Linked DNA regions of Mus musculus: all the other regions are linked to region 1. A link is a contact called in public ChIA-PET and HiChIP or PLAC-seq data. All regions are on one chromosome and are shown on one strand. The core of a region is the stretch at or near the end of the contact, and the rest is flanking DNA. Distances in the headings are between cores, read along the strand shown. Region 1 holds the start of Slc35d3 (solute carrier family 35, member D3). Region 2 overlaps Map3k5 (mitogen-activated protein kinase kinase kinase 5). Region 3 overlaps Map3k5 (mitogen-activated protein kinase kinase kinase 5). Region 4 holds the start of Il20ra (interleukin 20 receptor, alpha).

Evidence for each region. ChIA-PET counts read pairs in DNA pulled down with a chosen protein or histone mark. HiChIP or PLAC-seq counts read pairs in DNA pulled down with a chosen protein or histone mark.
Region 2: an RNA polymerase II ChIA-PET map of effector CD8 T cells shows a contact between it and region 1, with 5 read pairs. The contact joins the enhancer-like site here to the promoter of Slc35d3 in region 1. A contact is called at or near these places in 6 of 115 datasets of contacts at active chromatin or transcription factors (effector CD8 T cells, embryonic stem cells, fetal liver and 2 more) and 1 of 9 other capture datasets (embryonic stem cells).
Region 3: a contact with region 1 is called in an HNF4G HiChIP or PLAC-seq map of pancreatic cancer cells. The contact joins the enhancer-like site here to the promoter of Slc35d3 in region 1. A contact is called at or near these places in 2 of 39 promoter capture datasets (the C10 cell line and hippocampal neurons), 9 of 484 Hi-C or Micro-C datasets (Th1 cells, differentiating embryonic stem cells, embryonic stem cells and 2 more), 4 of 115 datasets of contacts at active chromatin or transcription factors (embryonic forebrain, embryonic stem cells, pancreatic cancer cells and 1 more) and 3 of 9 other capture datasets (embryonic stem cells, liver and pancreatic islet).
Region 4: a contact with region 1 is called in an H3K4me3 HiChIP or PLAC-seq map of embryonic stem cells, with 8 times the contacts expected there. The contact joins the promoter of Il20ra here to the promoter of Slc35d3 in region 1. A contact is called at or near these places in 7 of 39 promoter capture datasets (the 3T3-L1 cell line, embryonic stem cells, hippocampal neurons and 2 more), 3 of 15 datasets of contacts at CTCF or cohesin (CD8 T cells, the NIH/3T3 cell line and large pre-B cells), 10 of 484 Hi-C or Micro-C datasets (cortical neurons, embryonic stem cells, megakaryocyte progenitors and 1 more), 18 of 115 datasets of contacts at active chromatin or transcription factors (astrocytes, bone marrow-derived macrophages, cardiomyocytes and 9 more) and 3 of 9 other capture datasets (adipose tissue, embryonic stem cells and liver).

What each region holds. Positions count from the first base shown.
Region 1 is chr10:19,850,052-19,852,827 of GRCm38.p6, reverse strand. Slc35d3 (solute carrier family 35, member D3) reads left to right here and starts at 1,369. Exons shown (of 2, transcript NM_029529.3): 1 at 1,369-2,244. The coding sequence starts at 1,806.
Region 2 is chr10:20,099,619-20,102,394 of GRCm38.p6, reverse strand. Map3k5 (mitogen-activated protein kinase kinase kinase 5) reads right to left here. Exons shown (of 30, transcript NM_008580.4): 16 at 2,763-2,776; 17 at 2,198-2,334. Among named protein-coding and RNA genes, the nearest start is that of Map7, 70 kb to the left of the region's middle. Within about 2 kb of position 1,399, at least 3 of the 459 cell types and tissues checked have an H3K27ac peak or open chromatin away from gene starts, as enhancers often do. A contact at or near this core is called in effector CD8 T cells and memory CD8 T cells, where this site is marked.
Region 3 is chr10:20,076,047-20,078,822 of GRCm38.p6, reverse strand. Map3k5 (mitogen-activated protein kinase kinase kinase 5) reads right to left here. Exons shown (of 30, transcript NM_008580.4): 12 at 2,292-2,341. Among named protein-coding and RNA genes, the nearest start is that of Map7, 94 kb to the left of the region's middle. Within about 2 kb of position 1,437, at least 104 of the 459 cell types and tissues checked have an H3K27ac peak or open chromatin away from gene starts, as enhancers often do. A contact at or near this core is called in liver and pancreatic cancer cells, where this site is marked.
Region 4 is chr10:19,711,214-19,713,989 of GRCm38.p6, reverse strand. It overlaps Il20ra (interleukin 20 receptor, alpha), which reads right to left and starts at 1,403. Exons shown (of 7, transcript NM_172786.2): 1 at 1,260-1,403. The coding sequence starts at 1,356. The region is part of intron 1 of Gm33332 (a long non-coding RNA gene); the gene reads left to right.

The DNA of each region.
Region 1 (2,776 bases), core at 120-2,619:
AGCCTAAGCCTGCCTATGGCTGAGATGGTGTGCTTTCTCACGAGAGCACCCACAATACAAAAGCTGGCCCACATGAGAAACTGCAGTGAACCTGGTTCTAATTCCTGTTCCAATTTCTTCCTCCTGCTGAGCTTATAATCCGTTTCTACATCTGTACCCCACGGTTGGGTGCATCATAGAAGTGGAAAACCATAAAGATAAAAGATTTCGAGGAAATGTACCCATGTGCCCAGGCAAGGAGATGTGGTGTTTAAAGGTTTGAAATTCCAGTCGTTAAGAGATGAGACCCCAGTGACTGAAAGGGACGTGACACAGAGACCAGAGACCTCAAATCCTTAGCTTCTCAGCGGAAGCTTGGACATCACTATAAATTTTAAATAGCATGGGAAAAAAAAAAAAAAAAAAAAAAAAACGACTGTAGCTGGCAATTACAGAAGCCAAGCTAGTGGCTCTGCGCTGCTGAGTTTTCTGAGGGTCAGAACGTAACTTGCCTGCAAGTGAATTCAGATCAAAGCCTCACTGGGGTGGGGGTGGAAGGACCTGGAGCGAGTGGGGGTGGGGGTAGTCACAAAAGGTAAAGTAGGGAGGAACACATGCGCACTTTTCACAATGGGGCAGAGGAGTGCTCTCTGGCGAGGGAAAGTGGTACCCACACAATCCTACTATCTGAAGCCGGTTCCCTGGAATTCAAAAACCGTTCTCCGGAACACCTGGACAGGGTGGAGTGTCTATGGTTCATCCTTGCGTCACACACCCTCTGCTTTCTCCCTTTCGTCATTTCAGCAGTCCATCTATCTCTACCTGGCCTCTGGGCTCCTTCCCCTCACGCTCCTTCACTGCTAGTACTATCAGCTTGCCCTCGGTTAGTGTCTGCTTTTGCCTATTTTATATCTTTGCCTAAATTAAGTGTGTCCCTCCATTCCCACGACCCGATGCCCAGACGCCATTCTCCATAAGGAAAGCTCCTGCAGCGCCACGCAGGATCTCAGGACCTTTTCTGGGAGGGGCGCAGAACCCAAGCTCACAGCCTGGCACCAGAAAAGGCCAACTTCGGGGCTCCAAAGCACTCCCCAGCAGCTGGTTCTTTTAAGGCCCTGGGATCTAATGTCAGGGGGCCCGCCGCCCTCCAGCACCGACGTGTCTCATTTCCCGTGCAGCGCTGAGAGAGACCGTGGGTGGAAAATCCGCTGCAACTCGCGGGCCACCGGGCTGGGGGCGCCGTCACTTGTTGCGACCAATGAACGGTGCTCAGTGCTGGAGCGTTGTTTCTAATACCGTCTTTAGCTGTGCAGGGGATCCCCCAGCACGCACCCCGCTGCTCTGCCACTGTGGGAAGGGAGGAGGTGCCGCGCCCGGAGAGCCGACCCCGGTGGGCGCTGGATGCCCCAGGGAAGCAGGCTCCACCCGCCCCGCGGCAGCCGCCTCAGCAGGTCCAGTCCGCACTCCGCAGAGCATCCTTCTGACCCAGGAACCACACGGGACACAGCTCATCAGGGATCCTCACCTACTTCCAAGTCGCGGTCTCTAGGATTCCCGCCACTCCTCTCACACCCGTCCCCCACCCCTGCCACTTTTCGGAGTCCCCCGCCCCCGCCTCCCGGCATCTGCGGGGCAGTCGCACGCGGAGCTGCTGAGCCGGGAGGACGCCCGGCTGGAGCTGCCCTCCGCAGCCCAGCCCGCACTCCCTGCCCTTCGCTTCGTCCCGCCGCCCGGCCCGCGCCCCCGCTGCCCTCGCTCTGCGCCTCCCCGCCGACCTCCTGCGAGTCTCGAGCTCCGCCACGGCGGGGTACGGCGGGGCCGGCGCGATGCGGCAGCTGTGCCGGGGCCGCGTGCTGGGCATCTCGGTGGCGATCGCGCACGGGGTCTTTTCTGGCTCCCTCAACATCCTGCTCAAGTTCCTCATCAGCCGCTACCAGTTCTCCTTCCTGACCCTGGTGCAGTGCCTGACCAGCTCCACCGCCGCGCTGAGCCTGGAGCTGCTGCGGCGCCTGGGGCTCATTGCCGTGCCCCCCTTCGGCCTGAGCCTAGCTCGCTCCTTCGCTGGGGTTGCCGTGCTCTCCACGCTGCAGTCCAGTCTCACTCTCTGGTCGCTGCGCGGCCTCAGCCTGCCCATGTACGTAGTCTTCAAGCGCTGCCTGCCCCTAGTCACCATGCTCATCGGTGTGCTGGTGCTCAAGAACGGCGCGCCCTCGCCCGGAGTGCTAGCGGCCGTGCTCATCACCACCTGCGGCGCCGCCCTGGCAGGTGAGCGGGACCCGCGTCAACCCTGGTCCACCCAACCCACCCGGTAGAGACCGCTGGGACCACTCGGTGCAACGCCCTCACTGCCAGATGGGGATACTGAGGCAGGGAGCTTTGAGTGGTCCTTGGGATCACAAAAGGGACTTTTCTTCTGAGACCCAGCGCAGCCTCTCTCAGCCTTCAAGCCTCCTCCATCAGCCCTGCCCCCCAGGTGTCCAGGCTTCCGCCACCCCACCCCCACCCCTTTCCTCCCCCACCCGGGTCTTTCTTGTTCAGCCCCTTCCTCAGGAGGGATGGAGAGTCGCCAGCGCAGAGAACTGGAGTCCAGCCCTGCACTGAGCCGGAAGGAAGGGGGCCGGGAACTTCCTCGGATCACGCGGGGTTGGGGAGCTGGAGAGACGGGAGTGAAGCCTGAGCAACCTGGGCTCAGTACCCGGGCCCTAGGCAAAAGGAACCGCCCCGGGGCTCAAGGGCAGGAGGGGCGGGGAGGACCCCCGGGGAATCCAGCTGCGGGCAGAGGGGAAACACTCTTTCC
Region 2 (2,776 bases), core at 150-2,649, 250 kb before region 1:
AAACAACCTACATATCTGTCAAATGACTCGCGGATAATGAAATCATGGACCATATACATCATGGGGGACTGCTCAGCTGTAAAGAAAAATGAAATCATAAACTTTTCAGGCAGGTGGACAGAACTAGAAAAGATCATGTTGAGTGAGATGTCCCAAACCCAGAAAGACAAATGCCCCATGTTCTTTCTCATCTGTGGTCCCTAGCTCCAAGTCTTCAGATGTGAGCAAATAAACTAGACTAACCACAGAAACCAGAAGGTAAAAGGAACCATGGAGCATGGTGGGAATCAATATAGGTAAATATCTGGGTGCAACTGACTTGTAGAGGGAAAAGCAGGGGCACTTTTTTTTTTTTTTTTTTTTTTTTTTTTTTGCAACAGGGTTTCTCTGTGTACCTCTGGCTGTCCTGGTAATTAGGGAGGTGGAGGGAAGTTAATAAAGCAGGAGAGAAGAGGGTAAAATAAGAGTAAGAAAAAGTCATAAGGAATCAGTTATTATCTATCAGAATTACATATAAGACATGCAAGCCTATACATATATACACATATGCACACATACTATATATATGAAATTTCCCATCTGGGCTGACAATGCTCTCCCCAGAAGCCATACACTAGTAACAAAAGCCCCAGCACCAGGCATGAGACGTAGCCTTTTGAGCTGTGGGTTAGAGTTGTCGAAGAGACTCCCTATACCTGGCTATTGTCACTGCCTTGGATGCTTCCCAGAGGCTGAACGGAAGTCTCTGTTGCTGAACATACCATATACTTTGGACACAGACATGAGGGATCCAAGCTGGCTCTGATTTTAGAGCTTCCTCCATGAGGCCGAGCCTTCGTTGTAGCAGAAGATGCCATGCAAGCTTCCAAAGAAAGGAAGTACCCAGCTATGATGCCTATGAACCAAAACTAGCACCGCACAGTATCCCTAAGAGCATAGTGGTAAGCATATTTACTGGTAACCAAGAGTTCTTAACTGGACTTAAGGTTCACTCAACAAGAGGGAAATCAAGCTTAGCACTAGAAACCCAGCCAATTGCAAGGGACTATAAAGTCATGAACCTTGGAGGAGATCCACTATCTACCACTCTACTAAAGCGCCATGACCCCTAACTCCATTCTGAAAACATTTATGCTTATGACCACAGAAAAGTATAGTTCTCATTTCTCATCAAAGCAACTTCTCTTTGCAATAGACAGACCAATAAAGAAATCTGTAATTGATCAAAATGCAGAGAAGTGACAGTATTGTCTGTCACCCTGGACCAACCATACACCTACAACACAGCTCCTTCACCAAAGGCTTGAGAGTCATGGCAGAAGAGAAGACAGAAAGATTGTAAGATCCAGAAAGTAACAGAAAGTTTGCTGTGAGGTTTCCTCTCCTAGAAAGGTGAGAGAGGCTACACCCAGGAAGTCTCATCAACGTGGCTGCTTAAACAAGACCTAGACAAAGATGACACCAACAGACACACTAACATGGAAGTCAAAAATCTCATGGGACATCCACTCTAGACAAAGAACTACAGGCAAATAAGCAATGCTGAGAGCAGGAGAAATAGAACTCTTCCCCAGGGAGGAGCCCCCAGATTGGTTATCCAATCCCAAGAGGTCAGCCCTGAAATCAAGAAACACTTTATAGACTGAGCAGATTGTATTTACACATTTAGGAATATATATCTCAACAATTAGAGAAATGGAGGCCATGAACTTGAAAGAAAGCAAGGGGATGTAGAGGAAGGGTTAGAGAGAGAGAAGGGGAAATAGGAGGGAAATGATGTAATTATATTTTAATTTCAAAAAGCTAAGGTTTATTACTTTTGAACATTCAGTTTTTCAAGAGAAGCCGATGTTTTTATTTTAGTACTTTATATAAGGATTAATAGGCATGGCAGATCCTCAGGAAGAGGCCATGTCCTGTTCAACATGGGAGTACTAAAGTCCACCCTACAGAGCTCCTAGAAAACCCCACAGAATGGCAGCAAAGTCTACTGCTTCAGTGCGTAAGGAAGCTATACCATACGGAAGACGATGGCATGAACATAACTGTGCGCAGGGGACAAGAACTGGCAGCTCTGTTACCCGCTCCCATTTCCTTACTCCCCACTCACAATGAACACTCAGAACACAACATGACATTTTCGGATATAGTAGTACCCAGAAAGAACCGCAGGAGGCTGAGGCATGGGGCACCCTACCTTTATATCCCGGTGGACTATCTGATTGTCGTGAAGGTATTTTAATCCTTCCAGTATCTGCTTCGTATAGAAGCCAATCGTCTGTTCGTTGTCCTTTAATGGGCCCCATTTTGAACGAAGGAGAGCAGAGAGGCTTCCTATAAGATAAGAGAAACAGTGAGCAAAACTCATTCAAGCTCTTTAAAGCAAATACATAGCGTGACACTAAATGAAGCCAGAATGCACTGGCTCTTCACAGTAGGCCAGACTCTGCTGGTTGCCTGGGTTCAAATAGGAACATGTATGAAACATAGGAACATGTATGAAAATATCCCTATTCTGAAGGCAGCCAGTAATAGGATACTCAGTTGCTAGCTTCATTCAATCCATGCCACAGTGACTGAAACTAGACCGGTTTCAAAATGTCTGTACTGCCTGCTGAGTAGCGTCAAGTTCATGTCACCCATCTGACCATTGTCTCAACACAGACAAATCAAGATCTGGACTCTAACAAATTCCATTCAATCTAGCTCTTCTTCAGGCCTTAGAAATTCACACTTCTGAAGGTAAGACAGGCACCCCTTACCTCCTGGGACTTGC
Region 3 (2,776 bases), core at 188-2,687, 230 kb before region 1:
TTTTTTAAAGATTTATTTATTTTATTTTATTATATATGAGTATACTATAGCTGTCTTCAGATGCACCAGAAGAGGGTGTCAGATCTCATTATGGGTGGTTGTGAGCCACCATGTGGTTGCTGGGATTTGAACTCAGGACCTTCGGAAGAACAGTCGGTGCTCTTAACCACTGAGCCATCTCTCCAGCCCAGCCATAGAGATTTTAAAGGAGCAAAGCAATGTGGACCAGCTTGAACTGGACACAACAAGTGCTTTACTGCAGAACAACATGAAGACTTTGGAGTTTGGTAAGCTAGGTGGTTTATGCCAAAAGTTGGCTAATGTTTTCTGTAATGGGCCTGATAGTTAAATATTTTAGGTTTTACAGGCCAAACCATTCAGTTCTGCTATTGGAGCATGGAAGCCTTAGCTACAAATGAGATCATGGCTGTTGTCTAACAAAACTTTATTGATAAAACAAGCAAAGGTCCCTATTTGGCCCATGAACGTAACTTATCAAGCCTTATTCAGTCACCTTTGGTTTTCTTCATTTGGGGACACGCAGCTTCATTTGGTTTTTGAGAAATGGCCTTCCTGTGTGCCTTAGGGTGAGCCCACACTCACTACAAAGCACAGGCTGACCCTGAACTCAGGTTTTTCTTGATCCGGCCTCCCGAGTACAAGGATTACAGGTGTGTGTCACCATGGCTAGACTTTATTATTTTCCAAGATTTAAAAAAAGACTGTCATCATCATCTCAGGCCAGGTGAGCCCTCCCCTACCCTAGCTACCCTATCTCTACTCCAGGAAGAAAGGCTTTGTGCTCTCGGCTCTAAATGCATTTCTAGTAAGCCATTGCTCACCTCACACCACACCATCACTGGTTGTTCCCCTTCCCATCTGACTGCAAATTATTCAAGAGGACTTGCTAGCTTCGCCACCTATAAATCTCTAGCAGAATAGGACTCAATATGGTACACAGGTGGTGCTCAATAAATGCCACTGACTTGAGCTGGGTACATGGGTGATGCCAGGCAAACTGTAGAGCTGGTTGGGTTGTTCCTCGGTTTGTCACTCTTTCTTTATAGAGGAGGAAGCCAGGTAAAGGTGACAGTCTTTGAAGTTACAAAGCAGAACCAGCAATCACCAGATGGCAGGAGGTATGCTATGTACACGCCGTGAGTCACGAGAACGGTAAGGATGGGCTGCCAGGCCTAATTAACAAGGGCTAATTCATTGTAAAACAGCTCTGTTGAGGTGGAATGGAAATGCAGAGCAACTATAGTGGAAGGACTGTTGAAGAAGGCAGCAGTAAGTCAGGAGCACCTTGCTGACGAGTGCTTTAGCAGTTGAATATTAAGCTTTTAGAGCTTTGAGAAGGTATTGATTGGAAAGACATGAGTCAGCCGCTTCATCTCGCTTGCTTCTATTCAATCACTCATGAGGTAACAGGTAGCTCTACCGGGGAAACTAAAATTATCTGTGACTCACTACTCTACCAGTTCATGCTCTAACAAAACCAACTACAGTCCTTGCAAAAGCAACAGGATATTGCACAACCCGCCTGCAGAAGTCTGTTTGTTGTCTCCCATTTCCATGGGGGTGGTGGGGGGGGGGTGGTGGTGGTGGTGGGGACAAACAGTAGTAAACAGAATTTGGTCTGAATGTTGAATGAGTCTAGAGACCCGGACTTCTAGACAACAAAGTTTCAAACACTTAACTGCTGACATTGGATTCTGACCCATAACCTTATTTCTAATCCCCAGGAGAGAGCACTTTTTTTTTCTTTTTCTGAGTCATTGGCATTATGACAAAGTTTTAGAACTGAACTGGCTTGTCACTGTGACCTCACAAACATAATTGCATCAACAGTAACCTTGGGGGAAAATTTAATGAATTTCCTATTTGTATGTCATCATTAATTCGAGTTCAGGGTGTAGCCTGGTTGATGTCCTGCAGAGCTTGGATCCACAGATCCTGGTAACACAAAGGTCAGGAAGCCATCTTACAGCCTTAACTAAAAGCTCAGCCAGCGGGAGAAGACCTCTACACGGCTCCCTTGTAGCCACATGCTGACTCCAGGCCACAGTTCACATTTACCCCGGAGTCACAAGCATGGGGTCAGCTCAAGGATCTATGATGGTGAGGCACCGTTCGCAGCAGGGAGAGAGGCTGAAGGCTGAGTCTTTATAACAAAGAACGGTTCTTGAAATGTTTTTCAAATTTAAATTATGATTTAATTTAATAAAATATGCTATGAATATCTCAGGAGCGTGTCTTCTAAGTACACCAAATGGCCCAGGGAGCCTTACCTCACTCCCCTGACAGAGGAAGCACCGAAGTTCCACTCGTGTATACCTTTCTGAAACACAGGAGAAGATGAGGAACAATGAATGGAAAAAAATCATAAAATCATTTAATATTATTATTTTTTAAAAACAAAGTTGTTTTCCTGATGTATATCTCCTCACGAGGCGATTATCTGACTGAGCCCACGAGGGTGATGTTTATTTAATAACACCTGTACTTCCAGACAACAGCTTTCAAAAACCCTGCAAGAATTACTGTCATGAAATTTAAACTTTAATTTTAGTTGTAACTGCTGTGCTTTAATTTTAAGTAAACACCAGAACGAAACAAAGCAACAACCCGGTGATCAGGGTAGCTGAGAGGCTACGGTAGCTCAGTGGCTCCAGCAAATAAGCTCATGTTCCTTTGGGCCAGCTGCCTGCTACCTTCCTTGCACTTGTGTGTTTGAGTTCACATGTATAGGGTTTGGAAGCACATGCGTGCAAAT
Region 4 (2,776 bases), core at 154-2,653, 140 kb after region 1:
GTACGTGTGGAGGTCGGTCCCATGCTAAATGCTGGGTCTCATAGATCAAAAAAAGCCCAGTGGTGTGTGTGTGTGTGTGTGTGTGTGTGTTTATGTGTGCGTGTGTTTGCTTTAGATTTTGCTGTTAAGTTAGGAGTATTGCTGCCTTCTAATATCATTTTGCCCAGTTAGTGAGCAAGTTTTATTTCTCACATTAACACCAAGCAAGTTCAGTATGGTAGCTCTATTGCACTCACTGTATGCAGAGATCTTCCCGTAATCATTCATATAGATGTATATGTATATGTGTGTGTATATGTGTGTATACATATGCTTGTCTCTCATCCCCCTTGATGACCATACTTAAATCTCTGTCTAGACCTTTTATAATAAACTTCAACTGTGCTTTAAAAACAGAAAATGAATTCATATCAGGGATATTTGAATAAGCCTTTTCACATTTGGCTTATCTTGGATTATTAAAATATAACCATATACTTGCATAAATTTAGAACTTAGAAAATAATCTTCTTGTATAGACTACACGGTTCAGAAACCGCTCCAAGGCCAGCGTGCATGCTTCCGGCCTCTGAAAGGTAGTGAGCATCATGTTTTCTCTGATTGAGGTCTCACTTTTTTTCCCCACTCGCTGGTTTTTCCAGGCTGGAGCACAGGTGCTTGAATCAATTTTATAAAATTACAATTGATATTTTGGGAAGCTTTGTGGCTGTTGTCTTTAATTGAAACCGTGAGATACCTTGCTGAGATACCTTGCTTTTTAAAGAGTATGTTTTTATATGGCAGAAAAACAGAAAGAAGGAAAAAAAAAGAAAGAAAAAGAAACTTTTAAAAAGTGAATCAGCTTGGCTTTCTGAATTCCAGCGGTTACGGTTTAAACTTTAAAACAACAGAGAAAATCCTTCTAGTGCTTTATGTCTTACTGTTTTATGCTTTGTTATTTCTCAGAAGTACGTATACGCACACGTCAGGATTGCCAGGAAAACGGGATGTGGCTTACCCTTTTGGGGCTGATTTGGCTTTTCCAAACTCTGATCCAAGCTCCCACAGGCTATGAATCTTGGACTTGCCAAGGTTTTAGTGCGAGCCGCCCCTTGCCATCACTGTCACCAGTTTCGAGGTACAAGTTTTGGGCCACTCAGGAGGGCTACTACCACCCCTGTACCCCCCAACCCCAGCTCGGATTCAGCAAGCTGGAGCCCGGCGTGGACCCTTTCAGGCTCCTGCCAGGTAGCCCTTGCCGAGAGGAGCGACTCTCCTACCTGCGCGTCCCGAAGCGGCCAGCAGCAGAAGCAGCGTGAGCAGCAACAGTGGCGGCGGGTCCGGGTGGCCCGGCGCCGGGGTCCCGGGAGTGTGCATGGGCTGTCAGTTCGGGTCACATCTCGGGAACGCGGCGTGGCCTCCCCGGGGCTCCTCTGCAACAGCGAGACCCGGGCGATGGAGCCCAGAGTCTGCTGTGCACAACCAGCTCCCCCTGCAGGGAGTCCACGCGAGGGTGGCTGTCTGGGTTTCAGTTCTGAGTCCACACAGGCTTCAGGGGGTGATGGAGAAGCCGATGAGCTCTGACTCAGTACAGCAGAGTCTTATCATTCACTTGAAATGTCAGGTTTCATCCCGGAAGAAGCTGGAAGGGTGAAATAGGTACATATTTCTCAACTTACTGTTAGGCATGCTGCTTACCCTAGTCGAGATTTCCTCCCCACACCCCGAAGTCAGGTATCTTTGCATTTTACAGAAGAGCAGATGCAACCTCAAAACACAATAGAAGTCTCCCAAATGGGAGAGGGCCATCCCCCAGCTAAGAGAAAGAAAGGAAAAGCCAGGGAACACTGTGACAGAGATGTGCAAGCAGACCTCAGGGCTCCTCCTTTCTAGGTAGCTGTAAACATTAAACACAATGCGAAAAGAAACAAATTAACCATGTACTTCAGGCAGACTCTCTCTTTCCTCCATAGACTCCTGTTGCAAATGCACAAATAAAGAGAAATAGCCCTAAAATTGAATCAACAGACATCTAGAAGAGTCTCAATAACTAAAAGAAAACAAAACAGACGAACAAAGAACCCCTTTTGTGGTGGAGGCAGTCAGAGATGCAGCCGTTTTTAGAATGCCTTACACTCCTGTTTTCACTCCTGTTTTTTTTCCGGCTCAAAGAGTCCTAAGAGTCTTGGATTGGATTTGAAGGCTTCTGGAGGGTTAAAGCAGACCCTGCTATTCAGTTGTGCTTCTAGTTCACACCGGTAGGGGGCCCTGGAGGAGGAGGGACAGGACCTGTTAGCTGTCCTAGTTTCCAGCTTCTTCAGATACACGAAGAATTTGCCTCGCTGGCTGGACCCAATTCTCATGGGTCCAAATCTCCATTTAGTGAAATTCCTTTATCTTCTGTGTAGTCATGTCTTCCTTTTGTTTCTCCAGCCTTAGGAGTGGAAACTGCAATCAGTAGCTACTAGTTTCAAACTTCGACTTCTTTTCTCAGTGATCGGTTCTCTGACATCTGCCTGTTAACTGTCATGTTTCTTTCCTTTCCTGCACAAACTGGGCTCTTACTGATTCATATGTAATCCCTGAAAAAAGTAAGAAGACAGTATGATAGCAACATATTCTTTTTATATCAATGTTAGGACATGTATGCATTTCTGTTTAAATATGACTCATTCATAGCCTTAAAGGAGCTAGCTCAAGCAGACAGCTACCTTGCTTTTTCAACTTACACACATATTTCTTGGGAGATAGTCTACAGCCTGTTCTCTTAGGCTAGAGATTGGAAGACAGCCAGACC